Linked DNA regions of Sus scrofa: region 2 is linked to region 1. The links are chromatin contacts, called in public HiChIP or PLAC-seq maps. All regions are on one chromosome and are shown on one strand. The core of a region is the stretch at or near the end of the contact, and the rest is flanking DNA. Distances in the headings are between cores, read along the strand shown.

What was found. HiChIP or PLAC-seq counts read pairs in DNA pulled down with a chosen protein or histone mark.
Region 2: an H3K27ac HiChIP or PLAC-seq map of alveolar macrophages shows a contact between it and region 1. The contact joins the promoter of LOC110256655 here to the promoter of NCOA7 in region 1. A contact is called at or near these places in 2 of 47 Hi-C or Micro-C datasets (embryonic fibroblasts and liver) and 2 of 2 datasets of contacts at active chromatin or transcription factors (alveolar macrophages and skeletal muscle).

What each region holds. Positions count from the first base shown.
Region 1 is chr1:37,193,389-37,199,476 of Sscrofa11.1, forward strand. It overlaps NCOA7 (nuclear receptor coactivator 7), which reads right to left and starts at 1,325. Exons shown (of 16, transcript XM_021088655.1): 1 at 898-1,325. It overlaps LOC110260188 (a long non-coding RNA gene), which reads right to left. Exons shown (of 2, transcript XR_002343030.1): 2 at 6,048-6,088.
Region 2 is chr1:37,908,171-37,914,060 of Sscrofa11.1, forward strand. LOC110256655 reads left to right here and starts at 4,049. Exons shown (of 3, transcript XM_021072815.1): 1 at 4,049-4,610. The coding sequence starts at 4,145. It overlaps RNF217 (probable E3 ubiquitin-protein ligase RNF217), which reads right to left and starts at 3,952. Exons shown (of 6, transcript XM_021072754.1): 1 at 2,970-3,952. The coding sequence starts at 3,848.

The sequences.
Region 1 (6,088 bases), core at 75-2,574:
AGGTGGTCAGGTATCCAGGGGCTGTGCCCAGCGCCATTAGCACACCTCCGAGAGCCGCACCGAGCCCCGGCAGGAGGCAAGTTTGACGGGTCCTGGCCCCAGCCCCCCGCCCCTCCCCAGCGGCAGCATCAGCCGCGGGCGGCGGCGAGGGCTGGTCCCCTCCTCACCTACCTACCTACAGGGCGGCTGCGCCGGCTCCTCGGGTCCCGGAGAAGGGGATCCAGTGCACGCATTTCTGGGAGCCGTGGCCTCTGCCGCTGGGCGCGGGGGAGCGCATCCTCCAGGGTGGGTGGAAGGAGGGGTCGGGGGAGGACCGTGTGGTGACGAGGAGCTAGGGCAGGAGGGAGGAACGCCCAGGCGCGCGCCCCGGGGGACCAGCGTCCGGAGCTGCTGGACGCTGCCGCCGCCGGGACTCCTCAGGCCTCTTCCCAAGAGCGGCGCCTGGCCAACCCTGCAGATGCGCCACCGGTCAGGACATCGGCCACGACTGACTCCCTGGCCGGCCGGAGGCGGAGAGCTGCGGGTGGCGCGACGCGGTGCAGACGCCCGCCTCTAGCTCCGCCCGGCCGGTGCCACGCTCTGCGCCCCTCCGCTGCGGCGGGCGCCGGGGAGCTCCGCGGACCCGCTTGGCAGCTCGGGCTGCAGCTGCAGCATCCTCTCCGCCCCGGCGACCTCCGAGCTGGGAGGCTGGGCACCCCCCGCCACCCCCCACCCGCCCCGGCGGCTGCAGCCTCCGCTAAGCCGGCGCAGCCTCAGCCCGGGCCGGGCGGCTCCGCCCCGGAGAGCTGCGCGCGCGGCCTCCGCAGGCCTCGGCCCTTTGTGACGCCTCCCGGGAGCGAGCTCGTTCCGCTCAGGCGGCCGGACTTGGGGCGGCGGATCCTGAGAGGGTCTTCTTACCTCGCCCCGGACCGCACCCCGTGCCGCTAACAGGCAGTAGCCTTCACTCTTCGTGGAGATTAAGCTTTGAGAGCAGAGCTGGAGTTAGAGGGTCTCCCCGAGCTTTAAAGCCTTGAGTTTCCTTCCAACTCGGGGATCACTGGTCACAATAAATTCATCCTGTCTTTTCTGGCGTTGTGTTTTGCAAAGGGGCCCAACATCTCCTCCCCCTTCCCGCTCCTGTCCTCTGTACAGCATCCCGGATGCTGTCAAATTGCAACCATTACAGCAAATTGAGCCCTCCAGGCCAACTCTTGGCAGAGACCCGAGAGAGCCTGGGCTGGGAAGATTTGCATCAGCAACGGGGCAGTGCCTGTTAGCTTCCCATCCCCATTTGGGAGCCGTTCCCTCTACAGTCCCGTGACCAGCACTGCAAGATGATTAGGAGGATTTGGCCATGAGGTTTACCCTCACACACAGAAAAAAAAAAAAAAAAAAAAAAAAAAAAAACACTTCATGGTGGAGCCTGCAGCTGGTCTGATAACATTGGTGTGTCAGAGGCCAAACACCCAGGCACACTAGATAGCGGCCTCCTCTGGCTAGTTGATGCTGCTTATGCTCTAAGAGCCTCCCCAGGAAGGCGGAGTGAAGCGTTTAACAGTGATGGCTTTGGGATTTCAGTTGCAAGTGGTCAAGTTATACTATCTTGCAAAATATGGAATAATCGCCCAATTCTGCACTAAGCATGTATAAAACTGGACCTCGGGCTTACATCTTTTTGGTTTGAATGTGAAGAATTGGGTATTTTTCTTTTTTTCCTTTAGGTATTATGTTAATTGTAAATTATTTTCCAAGGGATATTAGGCTCCTAAAATATAAAGAGCTGATTTCATTGAATCAAAAGAACATGGTTTGGGATCTCCAGAGAAACTGGGCCACTTTCTTTGATGATTCTGAAATCTAAGATTAAATTTTTAAAAAACAGCAAAGAAAAGACAAGTTCTATAGCAGCACAAACTGTGATAAAATCACTAAGACTTCTGGAGATGCATTCTTTTAAATAAAGTGGACATCAGGTGGGGAGCAGGGTAGGAGCTGCATTGTGTATGTGGGTCAGGAAATAGGGCACAGGACTTGACCATTTCCAGGGACTCTGATTGGATCTAGAACCCCAGTTTATTTTCAAAAGATACCTATTATTATTCATGATATTTTGCCCCGTATTCAGAACATGACTATAAGAAGGTATATGTATATATATGATGAATAAGTGACAGAATGAAGTCAATGAGAACTTGGCAGTTGTTTACTCTAAAAACATTTGAAGGAGTTCCCATCCTGACTCAGTGGAAATGAATATGACCAGCATCCATGAGGACACAGGTTCGATCCCTGGCCTCACTCAGTGGGTTAAGGATCTGGCATTGTCACAAGCTGTGATGTAGGTTGCAGATGCAGCTTGGATCCGGCATTGCTGCGGCTGTGTCCTAGGCCAGCGGCTACAGTTCCAATCTGACCCCTAGCCCAGGAATTTCCATAAGTGTAGGGTGCAGCCCTAAAAAGACAAAAAAAACAAAAGCAAAATAAAAAAACAAAAAACATTTATAAAGAGGTCTGCTGTAGAGTGCAGTTTCTGCAGGAAATGCCCATTTAGTTGCAATTCTTAACCATTTTCATCCCTTCATCACACCTTATTGTTTTTCTCTCTATGGATTCCATATTTTGTCAAGAAATAATTAAGCAGTGATCTTTTTTATTAGGCAAAGCTATAACTATGTATTTAAAGTAGAAGCCATCATTGCCACAGCTGTGGTGGAGGTCCCAGCTACAGCTTAGATTTGATCCCTTGCCCAGGAACTTCCATATGCTGTGGGTATGGCCAAAAAACAAAGAAAAAAAGCAGTAGCCAGCAATTATAAAAGATTGTCAGCCTTTCAAAAAACACTGCTTGTAATTTATAGATCCTCTTTATTATCTCCATGAACTCCTCTAGACGGCAGGCTGTATCATATGCTTATTATAAGGTTTTATTACAGTGAAAGTCCTGGTATAATGAGGATTTCAGCTCTTTAGTTTAAAGGTGAGAAAATTCCCCCTTAAAGACTGTTCATTCTTTGTCATTAACTCAGCATTTACTGATCTCCCTAAGCCTTGTCTTCACAGAGAATCAGAAGAAATAAAACCATTCCTTATCCTCTAGATCCATGCGATCCAATACAGTACCCACCAGCCACATGTGGCCATTGAAATTTAAATTAAATTTAAAATGTAGCTTTTCATTCCACTATCCATATATCAAGTGCTAAAGAGCCACACATGGCTAGAGACCACTCACTGGACAGCACAGAATAAAATATTTCCATTATTGCAGCAAATTCTTCTGGACAGCACTGTTCTAAATAGAAGGTGAAATTTTAATTGGGAGATAAGATATAGTATATAAAGTTACTTGGGAAATCTTAGTATGCTCCAGACCAAACCTCATTAGAACGTACTTTTTAAGAACAGGGTAAGCTCTAAAACTTCAGGCTCTGGCTTCAGTCACATCACATGCTGACCTTGGGTACATTATTTAACCTCTGTAAAATTATTTAACCTCTGTAAAAAAAATATTTAATATCTGTAAAAGGGGGATGATAATAGTAACAAATTTCAGGATGGATATAAGGATTACATGAGATAATCCACGAATGATGCTTAGGCTAAAGTCTAGAACATGACCTTCAAGAAAAGTTAGGTATTTTTTGGAGTTCCTGTCATGGCTCAGTGGTTAACAAATCTGACTAGGAATCATGAGGTTGTGGGCTCGATCCCTGGCCTTGCTCAGTGGGTTAAGGATCCAGCATTGGCCTGAGCTGTGGTGTAGGTTGCAGATGCAGCTCGGATCTGGTATTGCTGTGGCTCTGGCACAGTCTGGCAGCTGTAGCTCTGATTTGACCCCTAGCCTGGGAACCTCCACATGCTGCGGGAGTGGCCCTAGAAAAGGCAAAAAAACAAAAAATAAACAAATAAATAAAAAGGAGGAGGAGTCTGCCAGAGCATACTGAGAAAGTAATATATAGGAACAGATTGCTGTCCAGGTACACATATTAGTGACTGGAACTTGTGACTGATTATTTAGAATAAGCCCAATAAATTTGCCCTTTTCTTTTATGCACACCTAATTAAAAAGTTTCTACCGTTGGACAGTTTCTGCTGTCTTATTTCTGCTAGAAATAGTCTATTTAAATAGCTTGAGAATAGCTTGCATTTTACATATATATATAATTTTTCTTTATCTTTTTTGGGGGGCCACACTTGCGGCATATACAGTAAGTTCCTAGGCAAGGGGTTGAATCAGAGCTGCAGTTGCCAGCCTACACCACAGCCACGACAACACCAGATCTGAGCCGCATTTTGACCTACACCAGAACTCACGGCAACACAGTATACTCAACCCTCTAAGTGTGGCCAGGGATAGAACCTGCATCCTCCTGGATACTAGTCGGGTTTGTGACTGCTGAGCCACAGCAGGAACTCCAAGAATGGATATATATTTTTTATACTTTCTGAAAAACATATTTAAATAATCTAATGCTAAGATATAATTTAAAATTCTGAAGTGAGGGAGTTCCTGTTGTAGTGAAGCAGAAAAGAATCCAACTAGTATCCATGATGACATGGGTTGGATCCCTGGCCTTGCTCAGTGGGTTGGGGATCCAGCGTTGTTGTGGCTGTGATGTAGGCCAGCAGCTGCAGGTCTGATTTGACCCCTAGTGTGGGAACTTCCATATACTGCAAGTGGGGCCCTAAAAAGAAAAAAAAATCTGAAGTGGATCCCTAAACTCAAAGTGACATTAAGTGGTAATTTTTGCTTGTATTTATCGGGTAAAAGAAATTTACAGTGCTACAAGCAGAAAAGGAGTTTGTCTAAGGACATAATTAGAGATTCACAAAAAGTTGTTAAAAATGTACTGGGAAGTCCCAGGTTTCCCTCCAGTTATATGCCAGTGATAACATCTTGTACAACTACAGTACAATAGCAAAACCAGAACACTGACATGGGTATGACCTTTAGAGCTCAGTGAGATTTCACCAGCTTTACACATACTTTTGCTTGCTTGTGAGTGTGTGTGATTTTTATGCAATTTTATCATCTGTATAGATTCTTCTACTTACACCACAATAACGTACAGGACCGTTCTATCCCTCCCACAGAGGTACCACACATACCCTTTCACAGTGACCTCCATCCTCCTCCCCACCACATCTCTAATTCCTGTCAATCACTAATCTATTCCCATCTCTATAATTTCAAAAATTCTATATAAATGAGATCATACAATTTATCATCTTTTGGATGGACTTTTTTTTTTTTTCCACTCAGCATAATTCCCTTGGGATCCATCCAAGTTGTTATGTGTATCAATAGTATGTTTCTTTCTTGATAAATCTTCCACGGTACAGGGGTACTACAGTTTAACCATTCACCCACTGAAGGATGTTTGAGCTGATTCTAGTTTTAGGCTATTATGAATGAGGCTGCTGTAAATATTCATGTGCAGATTTTATGTGAACATAAGTTTTCATTTCTCTGGTATAAGTGCCTAAGGGTACAATTGATGAGTCATATATTAAATGCATACTGAGCTTTATAAGAAACTGCCAAACTATTTTCCAGAGTGGCTGTACCATTTTACATTCCTATCAACAGAGTATGCATAATAAATGATGTTTTGGAACTTATTAAATTGAATTATAGTCAAAAGTTTCTTTTACTATTCACCACTCTACAAACTGTAATTGCTTGTTTACTTGAATCCTGCCAGACTAAGCTTCAAGTTCAGGCATCCTGTACCTAACATAGTGACTTACATATAATAGATAGTCAATAAATGTTTGTTCAGTGAATGAACAAATTAATGAATAGAAGAATAGCTGAGTCAAGTTAAAATCAAATTGAAAAATTAAACTGTTGAAAAATTAAAACTATACCTGAATTTGAATTAGATGCCGTGATTTTTCTCCCAATACATAACATTCTTAAGTCAGAAACTGGCACTCTATAAAGTAAGTTAGTTGTGTGGCAATTAATAAAAACTAAATGACAAATTATATTGGGCCAAGATTATTCATTGTAATACTTTGGAAATAGCAAAAAAAAAAAAAAAAGAGAGAATAATCTAAATGACTAATGATGTAAAATTGCTTTAATAGAATGGAATACTACATA
Region 2 (5,890 bases), core at 2,799-5,298, 720 kb after region 1:
CTTTCTTTCAAAGAACTCAGAATCTCCTTTTAGAAGAATATTAATTTAACCAGGCAATATTGCAACTCACATTTACCATGAATTTTCAATGTTTGTATACAATGTTTAATAGGGACTCTGCTTTATTTTTTTAAGTGATAATAAATAATGCACTATTTGGCACAAATCCAAAAGATGATGAAAAAGTCACTAATAACTTTTTATTTCAAATTACATTTTACTTTAAAAGGTTTTAAGAGCCCTACAAGTTCAAGCTTGACAGATTTACTTCTGTCAAAACCAAGAAACCTTATAAAATGAGAAAGAGGATACCCCCTACGCCCTTTAGATCTGGTTCAGTAAGGCAACAGAACAATTCTGCAGTTCGATTTTGTTTTGCTTTTATACCTGGTGTGTCATTACAGATCATGGTCTGTAATTCCATTTCATTGATGAGGAAATTAGGGCACAGAGAGGTTAAGTGACATGGAAACACAGGTCCTTTGGGTAGAAGGGACCTTACACAGATCTGAGTTACAATCACAAGCCTAGTGTTATCCAAGTCTTAAAAAAAATGCCATTTTTTATAAGCTAAAAGTTTGTTTAAAAACTCTTTAATCCTAAGTTTAACAACAAACTCAGCAAACCCTTTTTTTTTTGTCTACTTGAAGTCTTTGTTTTGGGTCTTAAACATCAAGAATCTCAGAGTAGAATTCAGTACTCAAGCACAGCACTCCTCTCCAGCCACAGTATCTGGGAGCAATTTCATCCTCTCTTTGTTGCTCAGCTCTTCATAAACTCAGTAGCTCTTAGCTGAGCATCTGCTATGTGTCAGACTACATTCTAGGCACTAAAGGAATAGTAGGGAACAAATCATGTGAAAACTCATGGACATTATCTGCAGAAGTGAAGACAATAAATAGAAGGAAAGGAGAGAACCCAGTGAGGCTCAACGTCTAAAAGGGTAGTCAGTGAAGGCCACACAGGTGACATCTGCATACAGACCTGAAGGGGAGAAGGAGGAGTAAGCAAGGGAAGAGGGGCCTCCAGGGGGATATTCCAGGCACACTCACAACACATGCAAAGCCCTTAAGTGGAAGCCTGCATGATTCAACTTTTTGTTGTTTATTCATCTTATTTGTTGTTTCCTTATTGAAAGTTCTGTCAAATACTTTAGAAGAAGGTCGGGAACATGCATACAATCATAAATACTGCACACAACTTTCAGATACTAGGTCGCTTCAGAGGAGTTTTTAGTGGCTGTGCACCACAGTGACATTTCACACATCGTCACCCTTACCCTCTCCCCACCCACTCCTTCTCTTCTCCACTGACTCCCTAAAACTAACTTATGGAGGTAAAAAATTTTTTGCTTTGGGGAAAGGTCCCACCTCAAGGAAATCAAACTACAAAGCAGAATATCCCATCCTCAATGTCCTCAATGACTACCTCCCTTGAACCTCTAAATGCCTCTGTATTTGTATCCAGCATCTCTGTCCTACATGGTATTGGTACTCTGTTTACACCTCATTATATGCTACCTTGTATTATTCTTGTGCATACATCCTGTATACACACAAGGTGACTTCCTTGGAGCAGGGCCCATATCCTGGGAATGTCTGTATCCCACTACCAATGGCACCAATGTCTATCTCACTGTTTGACAGTGATGTCATAGAAACTGCCACAATGAGCAGCAGGTTTTCCTCCTGTTTGAAGTTTCTGTTTGTGGGTAAAGCATGAACGAGACATCAGAGTCCCACACAGGCGTTTGGAGAATCTCAACCATCTTGGCTAAGTCACTGTTTGCATAACATTCCGTTCTGTCCAAATTCCCCTTTGCGTTTTCCGTTGGGCACATTATACACTTTCAGTCTAGACACAAGCACGGATTAGCCAGGACACACAGAGAAACCGCATGGCGTGAAATCCTGTTCAGTTCACTCCAGTCAGTGTTATCAGACACTAACATGGGAAAAGATATCAACATGAAACTACCAGACACAGGGGCTGTAAGACACCGTCCATAGACTCCTGCCTGAAAAACGGACACATACGGAACACACATAAGTATTTTGAAAGTATATAAGCAGCAGCCCAGAGAGTGAGGTAAGACTTCACAGAAAAGTTGGCACCTGAACAGCCTGGGTTTTGAAAGATGAATAGGCCCAGGACAATCAGACACCAGATCAAAGGGCATTCCAGATTGTGCAAAACACTGGCAGAAACATAACAGACTGAAAACTGCTGGAAGGAAGCATTCACCACCAGTGAAGGAAAGTCGGCCTGTTACACTCTTAAACTTTCCAAGAAAAAAAACAAGCTTTCAAATAAGGAGCTGAGGAAGAACGTTTCACCAGTGCTTGTTTTGCTAAGCCTCTTAGCCTTACTTTGCTTTGCTCTTTCTGTTTTGTTCCCTCTTAAAGAAATAAAGCCCGCTGAAAAAGTACTTCAACTTCCCTGTGGAAAAAGAAACTGAAAAGTGGACCAGAGCCAGGAATAAATAAATTAAAAACGCTTTTCCTGGACTAACTAAATGGAGCAAAATTTCAAATTCAGGTATCATTCCTTGCAACACTTCTCTCCACCAACTCAACATATGTTTATTTTCTGCCCACTATTTGAGGTTCTGGAATACCAGGCCTCAAAAGCACTCTCATTGCCCTCTTCCTCCTGCAAGGTCTTGCTGGCAATCTAATAAAAGAAATAAGCAGAGGGCAATTCAAGTGTACCACCTGGTTCTACGGTTGCTGATCAAAGCCTGAAGTTCACGCAGAATTAAATTCCGGTCACCTTAACCAGTGAAGACAAACACACTTAAATATTCTAAGGACAACAACAGAGAAGTGAGAAACTGACAGAGGTCCTCTGTAAGGGCATTCATCACCTCCTCCCGCGAGCAGAGCAGGGAGCTGGCGAGCTGGCCATCCTGGCCAGTGCTCTGGAATGCTGAATGGGGAACAGAGGAAGGATAGAGGTGCTGAGCTTACCTGGGAACTCAGGTAGACTTTGAGGCACTCCTCGCACACGGCCTTCTTGCAGCAGGGCAAGGGCTTGATGGGCTTGTCTTCCAGGCACACCCGGCACATCAGCACCATAAGGGGCGCATAGGGATCCCCGACCCCACCCAGGCCAGAGTAGGGTGGAGCTCCCAGCAAGCTGGGCACGGAGAATGGCTCGGGCGCCAGGTAGAACTCCAGCTCGATGCTGCCGCCGTCGGGAGACAGGGGGTCCGTTGGGAGAGACAGCGGGGGGCTAGGGAAGGAGGAGGGGGTGCTGGGAGGGTTGATCACTGGAGGAGCCCGAGGTGGCGACGACGCGGTCAGCGAAAGCCGCTCCGCCGAGGGGACCTCGGGCAGGTCGTTCTCCACGCAGAAAACAGAGCAGAAGACTTGTCTCTTGGCGGGAGGCGGGCGCCGCTGCCCTAGCACGTCCAGGACCAGTCCGTCCGGGACCCCGACGCGGGTCCGGGGCTCGGACTCCTCGCCCGGGGGCGCCTCCTGCTGTTCATCCCCTCCCTCGTTTCGGCTCCTCGCTTCCTCCTCCTCCTTGGCCAGCTGCTGTTGCAAAGCCTGGGGGTTGAGGGGCCCGGTGAGGGCCAGTCCCGAGGGTTGACCCGGCGCGTGGCTTTTCCTCCAGCTCGGAGTTCCCCGGCTCCTCTCTGGCTCCGGGGCGCTCGTATCCGCGCAGCCCGAGTTGCTTCCGCAGCTGCGGCCGCTCAGCTCCGCGGAGGCGGTGCGCGGCCCGGGCGCCCCGGCGCTGTCCCCCGGCGGCCTCGGGGGCTCGGGATGGCCCGCGGCGCCACTAGCGGGAGTCCGCGCCTCCCGGGGCCCGCCGCCGCCGCTCACCGTGCTCTGCTCCTCGCCCATCGCCGCCCGCGGCCCGAGCCGCCGCTGCCCATCCAGCCGCCGGGACCCCTACCCGGCGCCGGCGGGCAGCGGGGGCAGAGGCTCGGCTCGACTCGCGGCTCCGCTTCTGCTTCCGGGTCCCTCCTCCGGGGCTGGGACGCCCCGAGCTCCCTCCGGGGAGCCCGTGCTCCCGGGCAGCGGCGCGCAGGGAGCCCGGCCCGGCCCGCGGCTCCTCCTCCTCGTCCTCCCGCGCGGCGGGGCACCGCCTCGGGGGCGCCGAGGGCCGCTCGCTCCGGCAACCGGCGCGCCCTCCCCACATGCAGGTCGGGGCGGTGCCGCGGCCCCCGGGAGCCCCGGGCGGGACAGAAGGGTCTGAGGGGAGGCGGCCGTCAGTCCCGCGCCATCGCCGGACCCCGCTGCAAACCGGGCGGCCGGAGGGCGGTGGTCCAAGGGTCCAGGGGCCTGTGGCGCCGCCGCGGCGCGCACCCGGAGGGGCAGCCGGAGCGCGAGCCAGCCGCCGCGGCCCCTGGGGGAGAGGCCGGAGCGCGCGACCTCCTTCTCCCGCTCCTCGTGCTTCACCTAGAGCACTCTTCGCCGCCCCTCACCCCACCCCTTTGGCGCACACCTCCCCACACGTACACACGCGCGCGGGCACCGCGCACTCACTCACGCACACCCCGAGTGGGTGTGATCTCAGAGCCGGGATGCGCTCTCGCGCCCGGAGTTCACACTGGGCCTCGACCAAAACCTCCAGAGCAGGCAAGCTGCCCTTTGGGCTACGCTGTGAGTAGAAACTTCCTACAAAACTCTTTACTGAAAGCTGGAACTAGAAAACACTGGCTACTTGAGGGCTTTGGTGTCGCGTGTTCCTCTTGAGTTCGTCTCATTTTAAATCCTCCGAAGAGGGAGTTCAGAGAAATAACGCTAGGAATTATTAATTCAAAACGCGGTATATATAGTTTTCTGTTTAATGAAGTAGGAAGGATGTTTGAAAGCCACAAATACGCCAAAAAGCACTCTTAACCTACTCCTCCAACTGGAAGCCTTATGAAAGCTGATAAATAACGAATTTAAGATGTATCCCTTTCCCTCCTTGTCACAGTTCTCTTAGGAACTTTTTTAACCCCTTGAATATTCCAAAATTTGTAGCATAAGGTAGTAAGATGGTCTGGCCTAGTTAATAAACTGGATCATTGGTGGAAATCATGAAAAGTTTCATTAGCATAACCATATTTACCCCAAAACTGTTTCCAAGACAACAATTATATTTGAGCCAGAACTTAATTATGTGTTGATCTATCTTTATTTTCCAGGAAGTATTAGTCACCCAGACTGGTGCATTTTAGTTCCCTAAAGCCAATGAAAACATTTTTGGGAAGCCAACCTTTTACTTTTTCCCCCATCTTGAGAGGGAATTCAATTTACGCATTAATGTAATAGGAAGGAGCTGTGAAGTGTGTCAAAATTGTCCTCTTGAAGTTGTTATTGGTTGTTCTAAAATATTGTTCGGATACAAATGATAGAAAGGTGACTAGCTACACAGTACTAAGAAAGCAGGATGACACTAAAGAGCATTTCCGTCGTGTGTCTGATGGCTCCGTAAAGGGACGAATCGAATCAATGGGTCTAAATGCCATCTCATTTATCAGTCTGACCCAAGAATGAAGAATTTTTATTTGGAAGATTGAATGCTATTTAGGGATTTTTTTTTTCCATCTTGGATAATTGATTTCCTAGTAAATGCTGTTTTCTCCCAATCCTAGTGTTTATTGTTTTAAAGACAGGGGACAAGAAGCCCACATGTATGTGTCTTTTGTGTATGCCATCTGATAACTACTTTTCTTTTTTTTAAGGTTTTTATTTTTTCTATTATAGTTGATTTACAATGTTATGTCAATTTCCGCTGTACAGCAGTGACCCAGTCATATATATATATACACATTCTTTTTCTCACGTTATCCTCCATCATGTTCCATCACAAGTGACTAGATATAATAATGAATAGATATTATTATATAATAATAATAATAGATACTTTCTATTCTTACTAGAGGGATATAAAA